Regions from separate parts of the Anas platyrhynchos genome. Here region 2 is linked to region 1. Evidence: chromatin contacts called from public Hi-C data. All regions are on one chromosome and are shown on one strand. The core of a region is the stretch at or near the end of the contact, and the rest is flanking DNA. Distances in the headings are between cores, read along the strand shown. Region 1 holds the start of TGIF2 (TGFB induced factor homeobox 2). Region 2 overlaps DLGAP4 (DLG associated protein 4).

What was found. A called contact is a pair of places that touch in the nucleus more often than the background predicts.
Region 2: a contact with region 1 is called in a Hi-C map of subcutaneous adipose tissue, with 2.0 times the contacts expected there. The contact joins the enhancer-like site here to the promoter of TGIF2 in region 1. A contact is called at or near these places in 3 of 8 Hi-C or Micro-C datasets (skeletal muscle and subcutaneous adipose tissue).

What each region holds. Positions count from the first base shown.
Region 1 is chr21:9,777,735-9,784,583 of IASCAAS_PekinDuck_T2T, forward strand. TGIF2 (TGFB induced factor homeobox 2) reads left to right here and starts at 2,352. Exons shown (of 3, transcript XM_027473217.3): 1 at 2,352-2,596; 2 at 3,411-3,649; 3 at 6,150-6,849. The coding sequence starts at 2,560. The coding sequence ends at 6,719.
Region 2 is chr21:9,821,362-9,827,621 of IASCAAS_PekinDuck_T2T, forward strand. The region is part of intron 7 of DLGAP4 (DLG associated protein 4); the gene reads right to left. Among named protein-coding and RNA genes, the nearest start is that of TGIF2, 44 kb to the left of the region's middle. Within about 2 kb of position 3,185, at least 2 of the 8 cell types and tissues checked have an H3K27ac peak or open chromatin away from gene starts, as enhancers often do. A contact at or near this core is called in subcutaneous adipose tissue, where this site is marked.

The DNA of each region.
Region 1 (6,849 bases), core at 1,102-3,601:
CCCGGCATTTACAGGTGCCCTGAGGCAGCCACCAGTCTCGTCTCCACATAGGCACTGAATATTTAAAAATTTGCCCTTAAAGCTCTGCTGGAGCTGGGCAAAAGGAGCACACCAGCCCTTGAGCAGGGAAATGATGAAGCCAGCCAGGCCAGCCCTGGGAACGCTTTCATTTCCCTCCTAATTAATACTAGCATGACCCCGGCAGCCTTGGCAAATGCCTTTGCAGAGAAGGCAAGCTGCTACCAGCAAAACGCCAGCACATGAGGCGTCCCAGTGGGGCAAGCCCAGCCAGTGGCCCCCTGAACGTGGGACAACTGGCACCCCAGCAGAACCCCACAGCTGGAATGGAAGCCCTTTCCTAGCAAAATAAATAAATAAATAAATAAATAAATAAATAAATAAATAAATAAATAATACAGATCAGCAGAGGATGGGCAAAGGAGGAGTCCTTTTTGGGCAGAGCTTGCGGCCCTGTCGAAGGCTGCCCGAGGTTTCCAGCAGCCCCTTTCAGGCCTTGGCTGCCTGATTGTTTTCCGAATTGCAGAGGTTTAACAGTGCGATCATGTCAATGGCGCTGCCCGGGAGGTGGCCCAGCTGGGCCAGGACACTCAGCCCGGACCAGCCCTCAGCCGGGGGCTGCTGCCACCTTCCCTGGCCCCTGCGGCCCGCTGGGCCTTCCTGTGGCCCTGGGAGGCTTGGGGGGCTCGGGGTCCAGCCCGGCCCCGCTGGGCAGGAGCCGGGGCAGGGCCATGGGCTCACTGGGGCCGCAGCGGTGGCTGCAGGGTGCTGCGGGCAGGGGCAGCAGGGGGGCTCTGCACCCTGCACGGGCTCCATGCCTCATCTGTGGTTCACTGTCCCTCATGGCGCTTCCACTGGTTGAGCAATAGCGATTCGGGTACTGTTTCACTCAGGACGTTGCAGATTTAGCAGCACCTAAAGAAAGGCTTTAAGCAGTTCTCCTTTTTTTTTTGTTATTTAATCCTCTCCTGCATCACGAAAGCCGCTCTGTGCAGATCTGCAGCTTTGCTGCCAGCAGCCACCACATGGAAACGCGGCTGCTCCGGCCCATCTTGCATTGCAAACCAGAGCGATGCAGGTGCTGGCCATGACAAACAGCCTCAGTATATGGCAGCTCTCTCCAGCTCCTTCCCCTCTCAGACTCAAGCCCCTCTCCCACGCCCAGGCCCCCTAATCACCATAATCAGCTCAGTTCACACATTTGGGATGGACAATTCAGGGCTAAGAGCCTGGTGCCTGCTCCTATTGAAAGCCAAGTGAAGGGGTTTGAATCAGGGCTGCCTGAAAATGCCGGCAAATGCGCTGCTCCTCCGAAACAGACCTGTCCCCTCCTGGGCACGGGGCTGGGGAAGGAGAGATCTCCAGCCTGGCCTCCTGGGCTCTCATGGTGCTGCCAAGCTGAACTTTTTCTCCTGCTTCAGGCTTGTATCGGTATGAAAAAAAGCCTAGTGACAGAAGTTTATTGGCAGCCCTTCTCAACACCCATCAGTGCCTGACACACGGGATGTGGCACTGCTGCTCGGAGCAGCTCTCCCTGTGGTTCCTTTCACGGCTCACCCTGACAAAATGTACCACCATGCTGGGCACGGCCCCTGCTGGGCTCGGCGCTGCTCACGTGCGTGACCTGGCCAGCTGTGGCGTGGGCTCTGGCCAGCTGAGAGTGACCTTTGTGCGTTGCAGAAGGGCGCAGAGCACGCGACGGGGACATCCTACGGGAAGCCTCATCTGGGACTGGCTGTGTGCCTGGGGGTAAGCAGAGCAGCTTGGTCTCCAAAACCCGAAAGGGTCGCTGTGGTTGCAGGGAGAGCGGTGGCAGCACGGTAAGGCCTCCAAAGACCTCGCTGCGTTGGCTGTCCCCACTCCTACGGGTGATGCTGCCCTGCACCTACGGGTGATGCCACCACACCGGTGGTGGGACAGGGACAGGGACAGGGCAGCGGGCAGGTCAGGGAAGGAGCAGGCGTGCTGTCCTCTGAGCAAACATCCTCTGGTGCTTTCCCAATCACCACGCTTGCTTTGAAACGCTTTCCAGCAGCACGGCAGTGCTTGCCGAGTTTCTGATTTCCCCTGCCCTAAGTTACAAAGCCCCCAAACGAAGCCCTGGCGGTGCCCCGGGGTCTGCAGCCCCCGTCCCCGGGCACGCGTCCGGCCGGGCCCTGCAGCGTGTGCCCACCCTGCCCCTTCCCCGCCGGCAGCGGGGCTCCGGGTCCGGCTCCGGGTCCGGGTCCGGGGGGGGGTCCCGGGGCTCCGCCAGGCACCGGCCGCACAAAGGCGCGGCGGGGGCGGGGGCCGGGCGGCTGCCCCGTGGGCCGCGGCGGTGACAGCCGGGGGCGGGCGGGCGGGCCGGGGGCGGGGGGCCCGGCCCAAGTTCCTGCCTCCTTGGGAACAAAGGGAACTCTGTCTCGGCATCTGTCACCGCCGCGGCCCGAAAACTTTTCGCCGCCGGCCCCGCCGCTGCGGGAGGGCCCCGCCGCACCCCGGCCCCGGCGCGGTGGCGGCGGCGGCGGCGGCTGCGGCGCGACCCCCCCCCCGGTACGGCCCATGCAAGGCCCCAGGAGGCGGCGGCGGCGGCCCGGGGGTAAGAGCGGGGCACAAGGCACAACGGGGGAGCCCCCGCGGGCTGCCTGGGGCCGGGCCGGGCTGCGGCGGGGCGCTGCGGGGCTCGGCTTCCCCGTGCGGGGCGGCCCCCGCTGCCTTTGTGCGGCCGGGGCGGCGTGAAAAGTTTTGGCGAGTGCCGTCTCGGAGCGCCCGGGGGGGGTTTGTTGGCGCTCGGCGCCGTTCCCCTCTTTGTTGTCGCGGGGTGTTGAGTTTGGGAGAGTTGCTGCGGGGCCGGGGGAGGTTTTTTGGTGGCTTTGGGTTCTCTTAGCGGCGGGGGTGTGTGTGTGGGGGGGGAGGTGTGGGGGGGGCAGCGTTTGGTTTCTGGCCTCTTTTTTTTTTTTTTTTTTTCTTTTTTTTTTTTTTGCTCTCGCCGCGGTTTCGGGTTTCTTTCCCGTTTCCCGAGCTCCCCGTGCGGGGCGGGCTCCCGGCTTTGTGTGGGCCGAGCGCCCCGCTACCTGTTGCGGCAGGGATACGGGGGGGGGGTGCCCGGGGCTGCCCCGGAGCTGACAGCGGCCGCCCGGAGCCGCCCCGAGCCCCGGCGAACAATGAGCGGAGCCCCCCCGGCTCTGCCCCCTCCCGGCTCCTCTCGCTGCTTTGCGGGGGCAGCTCCTCGTGGACCCTGTGAAGTCCCCGCAGAGCTCCGGGGGCTGTGCTCGGGAAGTGCTGTAGGGTGGGTGCTGGGGGGGGAGCTGCCCCCCAAGCTCGGGCGGTGAGGGGGCTGTGTGGCTGCGTGCCCCGAGCCCCCAGCCAGGGCACCAGGTGATGTGTGCGCTGTTTGGTTTCCACCTCGCCAGGCTTTCACCAGGAGAGGTCCGCAGGCAGCTCCACCATGTCGGATAGCGACCCCGGGGAGGACGACGGCACCACATGTCTGGAGGCGTCTCAGTTGAACAAGAGGAAAAGAAGGGGCAACCTGCCCAAGGAGTCTGTAAAGATCCTGCGGGACTGGCTGTATGAGCACCGCTTCAATGCCTACCCCTCCGAGCAGGAGAAGCTCAGCCTCTCAGGGCAGACCAGCCTCTCCGTGCTGCAGGTATGACCCGGCCCCCGTGCGCTGGGGAAGGGACGGGCTGGGGCAACCCCTCTGAAGACCCCAGAGGACTTGGCATGCTTGAAGCATGGGGCAGTAAGGAGGCAGAGAGGGAACGGCAGGGAGGCAGAAGTGCTGTGTGTAGGCAGCCTCGAACTGGGAGAGGTCTGTGCCCCAGGGAGCAATGGAGCAGGCGTTTTTGGCTGGCCAGAAGATGGATTCAGATTGGGAAAAAGGAAGCGATACCACTCTGTTAGTAAATGCTGCCACGAGTGGGGGCTTCCAGGGGTTCAGGCTGCTTTATCCTGTTTCCCTGGGCACCCCCCAGCAAAGCGGCCAGGCCACCTTCCAGGTCAGAGCTGGGCAGGGGACAAGTGTCCCAGGAGAGAGTGCGCCATACAGGGCTGGGCTCGGACCTTGGGTGGACCACAGGTAGCACCGGGTGCTGGCTCTCCTGCTTGCCCTGGTCACACTGGCAAAGTAAAGGGGAGCCCAGCCCAGCCGAGCTCACCTCCATGGGGCTTCCTCTGCACCTCTTGTCTCCTTGCCCTGCTCTCAGCGCAGTCCTGGCCAGCTGGCCCAGACACTGGTGTGTGGGCCGTGACTGTCTGTCTGGTTTCCCTCTCCCTGACCGGCACAGCAAACTTTCTTTTTAATGTTTTACTTATCTATTGAAATGCTGGCTGAGCAACAGATTTGTGTCCAGCCAGCAGCTGGGCTATGCTGCAGGGCAGGCTGGTGGTGCTGGGGCGCTGTCAGGCGGATTGGCTGTGAAGCAGTGACCGGCCCAGGATGGTACTGGTGCTACTGGGCCTGACGGCTGTACCTAGCCTGGGCGCTGCCTGAGCGTTGGCTCCAGGGGGGCCACAGCCACAACTGGGGACAGTGGGACCGGGGACAGTGGGACCAGCCAGAGCCACGCAGCCACACCCGGGATGGAGTGGGGCATCCTCATTCTGTGGTGGGGAGCTGTGAGATGGTGCTGGCCCTTGGCAGGAGGTGTGAGTGAGGTTTCTTCTGCTGTGGGATCTCCCTTGCTCTGAGGTGACACAAAGGGCACTGCTCGGCCATCCTCTGCCTGATGATGGGGTGGTGGAGTGGGACACCCCATGGCAAGGCAAGGCCGGAGAGGCCTCGGGGGCCAGCCTCGGGAGGGGTGCTTGAACCAGCAGGGCCGATCCCACTCCCCCGGGCGCCTCCTGAGCGCAGTGGCCGAGCCGGGCCCTGCGCCCTGCAGTTTGTTTATGCGTGCCCCTGCCTGGCTGCCAGTGACGAGGCGGCGGCAGTGTGGTGGCCCCAGGTCTCCAGGGCGACCGGGCAGCCTCGAGCCCCACGCAGAAAGCCGGGGTCAGGAAGCTGTGCAGGCTCCCAGGCCAGCCCCGCGGCTACCGGCCTCCCTGCCCTCATCCTGAGGGAGAGGGGCACGCAGCAGGGCCAGGTTTTTCTTCCCCAAGAGCACAGAGGATGCTGTTCTCATCACAGAGGTGTTTAAAAATGTGAAACATTAAAAATAAGCCTGCTTGCTTGGAAGGGGAACTGCCGAGGCTTGTCTAGCTCCCCCCCGCAAGCGAATGCCATGTGGCAGCCTGCGTCCCGGCCGGGTGGCTGAGCGTGCCCGTCTGCCCTGCTCGCTGCGTGGAGCTGAACAGGAGCTGGGATTTTGTGGGGGCTCCTGGGCACTGCAGAGCCGGTTGGGCTTTTTGTGGGTGCCAGGGTGCAGCCCTCTGGTTGGGGATTTACAGCTGCTGATGGCCGTGGGAGCGCTGGAGCACGTCAAGGGCTCTTGGCAAAGGGGTTGCAAGGGAGTGTGTTCACACACAAGGAAAAAGGGGGTGAGTCTCACATATTTGAGAGCGTTAAATGCCAAATATTGTCTGAAAGACAAAAAAAAGGACAGCTGAGATCTTGCTGTGATTGAAGTTGTGGTAAGTTCTTTCTACCCAGGGGAAATATTTTACAGAGACACTGATTTAGGAAAGATTTTTTTTTTGCCTGATTTAGTCTCTTCTAGTTGTTTTCTAGGAAGAAGGCAGTTTTTTTAACCTAGCTTTTTGTATGTGGTTGTTGCGTTTCTGAGGGGCTTCCAGAGGTGTAGCTGCAGAGGTTTGCCTCTTTTGCATCCAGCTGTTTGGAAATGCCTTCAAAGCCAGCTTTGCTAGTTAGCAGGAGGCACAGGAACACATCAGTGAATTGCCGCCATCCCTGCTGTCCTTCAGGGGATGGGAAGCTCCGTGAGCGGGCAGTTTGGTGTCAGAGATGTCGAGGGAGGGTGTGGGAGCTGTGCCCTGCTCTGCCTGCCCATGGGCAGCCACAGCGAAGGTGCTGGGAGGAAGGGGCTGCCCAGGCAGGCAGGAAGCAGCCGGCGCTGAGGTTTCCATGTGCAGCCCCTGCTGGGGCACCTCTGCCTCCGTGAGCCATGGGAGAAGGAGGTGTGAGGCGGGGGAGAGCTGTGGGGGGCTCGGGAGCTGCTTGCTGACAGCGCTGCACGCCTCTCTCCTCCCAGATCTGCAACTGGTTCATCAACGCCCGGCGGCGGCTGCTCCCCGACATGCTGCGCAAGGACGGCAAGGACCCCAACCAGTTCACCATCTCCCGCCGGGGTGGCAAGGCTGGCGACGTGGCCCTGCCCCGGGGGGCTGCTGCTGGCTCTGGGGTGCTGGTGGTTCCTCCCATGACCGCGGCGGGGGCCACCAAGGTGCTGCCCATGTCCGTGTGCCCACAGGTACTGTGCCACCCTGCCCAGGCGGTGGGCAGCAACCTGACGGTGCCGGGTGCCCGCAGCCCCGAGCGGGAGAAGCAAACGGAGCCAGACCCTCACCCCAAAGCGCCGCTGGGTGCCGCCGGCAGCACCATGGCCCTGCTGGCACGGGCTGAGGCTGCCAGCCCCACCAGCGGACTGTTCAACACGCCGCCCCCCACGCCCCCGGAGCTTTTCGGCGATGACTTCAGCAGCTTCCAGCTGCTGGTGGAGGTGGCGCTGCAGAAGGCGGCCGAGCTGGAGTCGCAGCGCCAGGGCGGGCAGCTGCCCCTCTCACCCCAGCCTGAGCCCCCAGGGGCCTCCGTTGCCAAATAGCCCCCGGGCCAGGTCCCACGGGGTGCCCTTCCTTGGGGGCGCCCAGCCTCCAGCCTCGTGCCACCCACAGGGTCCCTTCTCTCCGGTCCGCAAGATCCCCTGTCTGCCTGCACCCCCAAACAGCTCATCT
Region 2 (6,260 bases), core at 1,935-4,434, 44 kb after region 1:
TGCATTCACATCCACCAGCTATCTGAACACATACCATCACCCATACCCAAAGCATGTTTGTTAACATAGCAAGAACTAGAAGAAAGCAGAACACATGATTAAGTGTGAACCAGACCTTGAAGCAGAGGGAAAAACATTATCAACAGAAGGGAAAGAAATCAGAGAAGCAGAAACAACAACTTCAGAAGCAACCAGCCTCATTATTTATAGTTATTTTAAAGTTATTTTTAGAGCTACCTCTCCCAGCACCCTGGATACTCAGACACTTTAAAAAAAATCAGAAAAAAAATCAAAGGTAAGCACACAAATAGTATGCCAGAAGACAGTGCTTCAAAGTCTACTGCTGTCGCAACACCAGCAGCCTAAATGGCTGGCCCAATTCTGTCCTTTGATTCAAGGAGGCCTCATTAGCCCGAGTCCTGCTTTGCTCTGCAGAGCAAGCACACAGCAACTCCACCAACTCTTCTGGAGAGCTGCCACGTGTATGCTGGGGCAGCTGATGAGAGCTGCAGCAGGCCTGGAGAACAAAGCAGAATGTCAGTCTGACAGGACAAAGCGCAGCACTTCAAAGAGGCAAGCTGACAGACACTTTCATCTCTGCTCTTTAAAGCTCTCTATTTAACACCCAAGATGACAGGTGAGGAAGTTTCCTCCCGCATGTTCAATAGCCCTCCGGTGAGCCACCTCCCCAGGGCAGGCCCCAACAGGAGGAGGGGTACATACCTCACCCACACGTGGTGTCAGTAGCTCACTGCTGAGCATTTGTTCCTCCAGCCCTGAACAGCATTGGAGACACCGCTTCGGGGCTGGAAGACAAGGCGAGGCTCATGCCTGCTGGGAGCCTTCGGTGCGCCCTGCGCTGGCCCCCTTTTGTCACTGCACAGTTCCAGAGGGTCACAGCAGCACACGGAATCATAGGAACCTGAGGTTGGAAAGGACCACCAAGATCATCTGGTCCAACTGTCCTCCTATCACCAGTTCTACACGCTGAGCTACTAAATCATATCTCATAGCACCTCATCCAGGCACTTCTTAAACACTGCAAGGGACGGTGACTCCACCACCTCCCTGGGGGGGCAGTTCCAGTGCCTGACTACTCTTTGAGAGAAAAAAATTCCTGGTATCTAGTCTAAATCTCCCCAGACACACCTTGTGGCCATTCCCTCAAGTCCTATCATTCATTATCTGGGAGAAGAGGCCAACCCCCTCCTCATCACAACCTCCCTTCAGGGAGTTGTAGAGAGGAATGAGGTCTCCCCTGAGCTTCCTCTTCTCCAGAAGAAACATCCCCAGCTCCCTCAGCCGCTCCTCACAGGACTTGTGCTCCAGGCCCCTCACCAGCTTTGTAGCCCTGCTCTGGACACGTTCCAGGGCCTCGATGTCCTTCTTGGACTGAGGGGCCCAAAACTGAACCCAGCACTCGGCTCTGGTGAGGCCGCACCTCGAATACAGGGGGACAATCACCTCCCTGCTCCTACTGGCTGCACTATTCTTGAGACAAGCCAGGATGCCACTGGCCTTGTTGGCCACCTGAGCACACTGCCAGCTCACCTCCAGCAGAGTATCAATCAACATCCCCAGGTCCCTTTCCTCTTCAGTCTTCTAGCCACTCTGCCCAAAGCCTACAGCACTGCATGGGGTTATTGTGGCTGAAGTGTAGGACCCAGAACTTGGCAACATGGAGACCTAATGCTCCTCTCAAACAACTGGACAGCAGCAGGGGTCAGGGGCCAGCGTGCCTGGGTCCTGTCAGCTGTGGGCCTCCCAGGGAGGACGGCACCACCATGCCCAACCACTCACCTCACCCTACAGCAAAGAACAGCAGCCGGAACCGCAGAGCAGCTCCTCCGCACCCAGCTGCCATCCTTCATGCCCCTTACATCTCCTGCAGGCCAGATGTTCACAGCTAAAGTGGCCTAACTCCTATTTACATTATTTCTAACATTTATATATTTCTTCAGATCTGATGGCTCTTTGACATCAGCTCCCTGAAGCGCTCTGAAAAGGAATTAAAGCATCACAAAAATGAAAAGCCAAGAGAGCCAATGTACTGAAACTGCAGATACCAGTCCACAGCCACCAGGCAGGTCAGTTTAAACACTGGCCTCTTCTTGAAGGACAAAGATGTCCACTGAAAGCACACACAAGGCATGCACAATGTGTATAGCAGACAGGGACACCATTTGCTCAGGACTGGGGACAGATCCACACAGGCCTTTTGTTTCCTTTCCCCAAAGGCCTCTGGTTCCTCCCCGTCATTTGGCTTGAGAAGCACGAGCAGCTTCCACAATAGCAGAAACATCGGAGCCTGCGTTGGCAGCCTCCCCTCAGCAACCCAGAGCATTTTACAGTACTCATCTCTAGTAAGCAAGTTAACAGAGCAGTGATAAAAGCTAATGTGAGGCATAATGTAACTATTAGCAGCAGCAGCCTCCAGAGCACCCTAGGAGATTGCAGGGTGACAGTGAGATGCAGACATTGGAGCCAGGTGCCAAGTGCACAGCCAAGCCCAAGCAGCAGAAGCATGGTGGCCAAGGCAATGGGCTGCAGGTTACAGAGCTCCATTTCCTGGTACCCAGGATTTCCCTGCTCAAGACCTTGTCCTTGGCACACTGCAACCTGGAGGGTCACTGAATCCAGCACTTCTGAATCCAAGCAGCACCAGAGCTCAAGGCTGTGCAAACACTGTCCAACTTCCTTCTCCTTCCAATTGAGGAGAATAAGCAGCTGTTCAGGCACTTGGGGGTGGAAGTTCTCCATCCCTGTTCCACTAGTGCCATCTTCCCAAACCCATCTTCTCCCCACGGGAGTCCCCCTGCACACCATACAAGGCTGGGCATGCCACCAGCTCCACACTGCCAAGGAGCTTGCTTTGCTCAGAGGAGCAGCACTAAGAGGCCAAAATCCTCGGCCCAGGATTGTTACTCAACTGGCAGGTCAGACAAGAAAACACTGGTAGCCTTTCAATAGGGAGCATGAAAACCTGGAAGAGTTCCTGGACAGAAGAGTTGTGACTCAGGACCTCATGTTTGGGCCACACTGAGAGACTGGGAAAAGCCTCAGGGTTCAAAGAAGGAAGGGAAAGCTTCTTAACAAAACAGTTACTGAAATGACCTTACAAGAGGCAAGGGGAGTCTGGCTGTACAATAGCACGCTGGCAGTCAAGCTGCTCTGTCGCATGCTGCTCTCTGTAAGAGCAGCACTAACCAGTCTGGCAGCCAAACAGGCAGTGCTGCAGCTCCTAACCAGCACCTTTAGAGGAAGGCTCAAGAATCCTCGTGGGGACATTTCCATTGTGGCCTGGGGCACTTTCTAGCATCAGACATCCACACTGCCTTGCACATAAGGCCCTAGAGATATGGGTTAACTTCCCAGTTTTGAGTTTCAGTTTATTGCAACTATAGGTATCCCTACCACAGCTATGAAGTTTGAGATCCCTCTTGAGCACAGAAAAATGCCCTGCTGGGACTGTGTTCAGTTTGAACATTCCCCAAATATAAAAAAATGCAAGTAATTCTTAGAAGTTTGACTAATCTTACAACAAGAACTTCCATTAAAAATTCCCTTTTATCAACTCTTAAATATCTTTCAGCTTTCATCAAATGCTACCTTGCACTATGACAGCATCAGTAGAAAGTCACATTCAGCTTCTAATCTTTGCTTTAATTTTACACTCTGACAGCTCACGCTACACATAAGAATTTACTTTTTAGACATCACGTAAGAACTTACTTTAGACATTCACTACTTGAGTTTTTCCATCAGTTTCAAACTGGAGAGACAACACAGTAGCTTAAGCTTTGATCTTAGAATTAGGCTTAAAAGAGGAGATCGCTGCAGTCAAACCCGGACTTCTTAACAAAGAGTACTGAATAGCACATACAAAACAGAGAGTCAACATGCCCTTAATGTAAATACTAGTGGTAAGTTAAATTTATGCATCCTTGTACTGCTTCTCTTATGAGTGCTGCCATTCGATGCAGCCTGTTTCTGGCAAGTCCAGTGTAAAGAGACTTTTTGTTCTCTCAGTGTTGCAAGAAGAGATGACAAGCGTAACCCCCCAGACATCCCATATGGCAATGAGGATGGTCAAGTTCCTGCACACGCTGTCTGCTACAAGGGAGCAGCAGCAGGCATGCAGTAGTACTTCAACTCACATAGGTATCAGGTATGTATCAGATAGGTATCATATGCATCCTTCTTGCATCCAGTACATGTACATGCCCCTTCAGCAGTAATTTCACAAGACCCAGCCACCAGCCCTGGCAAGGTAAGAGAATCACAACTCTGATGCTGTTTTCCCCAGAGTATTTAAATGCTGCAAGCGAAAATTCAGGAACAATTCCTCCAGGGGAATTCCAGTTTCCTCTTCTTGACAGAGAAAGGCAGCTTGTGAAGCCCCTAATCAAGTGCACCTTCTCCTCACAGCCCTGTCCAACAAATCACTTGCTCAGGTTTCAGACCTTCAGCAGACCCCAGCATCTCAGCCACAAGTGCTGCCTTCAGGCCTCCTACTTCTTTGCTATATAACCTTACTGTTACACACTGCTGGGTGAATCTGTCTACCTGCTTACAGTTTCCAGGTCACTATAGCAGCATGGCCCAAGAGACTTCCCTACAACCTTTCTGCTTCATTATCACCTGCAGGCAAGGACTGTCACTTCCCCCAGGACTGCTTGTCACCTACCCGGCCAGCGGACTGCCCACACTGCAGGATGTAAATGCTATTACTGCCCTACCTCACCTTGTCTGTTATGCTCAGTCTCCATAAAAACTAAAGAATGGATTCACACATTTATGTATTTGAACACTTAACTATCTTCAGCAGAAATTCCAAGTACTTATGGAACAGCACATTTCAGGCTCATAGGCCATAACCTGGCAGGGCAGAGAAGTGAAGCAGAGGGCTAAACTGAAGCCAGGACTTCAGTCATGGGGCAGTTACTTCCCTTGCCTACTGCTTCTCCAGAGGACAGAAGGCTCACAGGGTGCTCATCTGCTTCAAGTGGCCGATAATTCATTAATACCACAAGAGGAACTGAAGCAGACAATTCCTGCTCTCCTCATTAACTAGCACACCTGTGAATAGTTTACCTTTCACTTGTTTAAATACAGTTTACTTCAAACACCCTGGTATCATCCCGTCCCCACACTTCTCCCTCTGTCCAGGTGGTAGGCTAGCAAGAGGTCACAGGCTGCAGACCAGGAGAGCAGGGAAGGATAAACACATTCTTTATGAGCTCTCCCAGGGGGACCTCGTTCAACCATTCTCATCCCTCAAGCCCCAAATACAGCCAGCACAGAACTTGATCCAATAGTCTGAACTCTAATCTCCTTTCCAAGCAACTGCAATTATACTTAGTATTTCTCCCCTCCCCTTTAAAATCTGCTCTGACAGGAAACACACTGACAACTTTTCACTGAAGAAATTAAAGTAGATTTTTCTTGAACAAGGCCACCCGCCTGCACAGCCTTAATCCTTGCAGCTCACATATGTTACTGTAACTTGCACTGCACTGAATCCAATTATGCCTCCTCAATCCATTAAAAAAATATTTGAGGCTGTCACACAGGTTGCACGGAGCAGAAATATCAGCTGAGGAGACAAAAACAGGCCCTGCTGTAGCATGGCTTTGCAACCTTATTTCTGCAGAGACACCTACAGCATTAAGAGAATTAGCATCAGAGACTTTTACAAGGACCACTGAATAGTTCACTGCAAACTACTGGAGGCTGGACTCAACTCTACAGAGGAGACCAGAACTGACACACAGTTATTTGTAAGTGCTTGGCAGTTATTAGTTATGCATTAAAAGCTTTTAAAATTACATTGCTCTGGCAGCATGCACAGCTCAGAGCGAGCTCACAGAGCAGCAGGTCTCCCATGCATTACACAGTATGTTAGACCAGCAGACATAACCTTGAGCTAAGTAGCCAGAAGTGTCCACAAATCTGAACTGCACATGCAGATTAGGAATCCAACTACTGACTCACCCACAGCTGCAAAGCAAAATGCAAGCTCTCCCCAGCAGCTGACAACATTTGCCCCTTCAGCCAGAGAAGCAGAGCACAAGCTACAGCTGATCAAGTTCCACAAAGGTACCTGTTGACCTCAGAGGTGCTGAGGGCTGCATGATTTACCAATTCACACTATTTTCAATCTTCTCCATACAGCCAACCCACAGGTAAAGAAAATTAAGTTCTGCCATAATTGCCCTTGCTGACAAGGACCTGGTGGGGACTGCCCAGGGCCTTCTTGT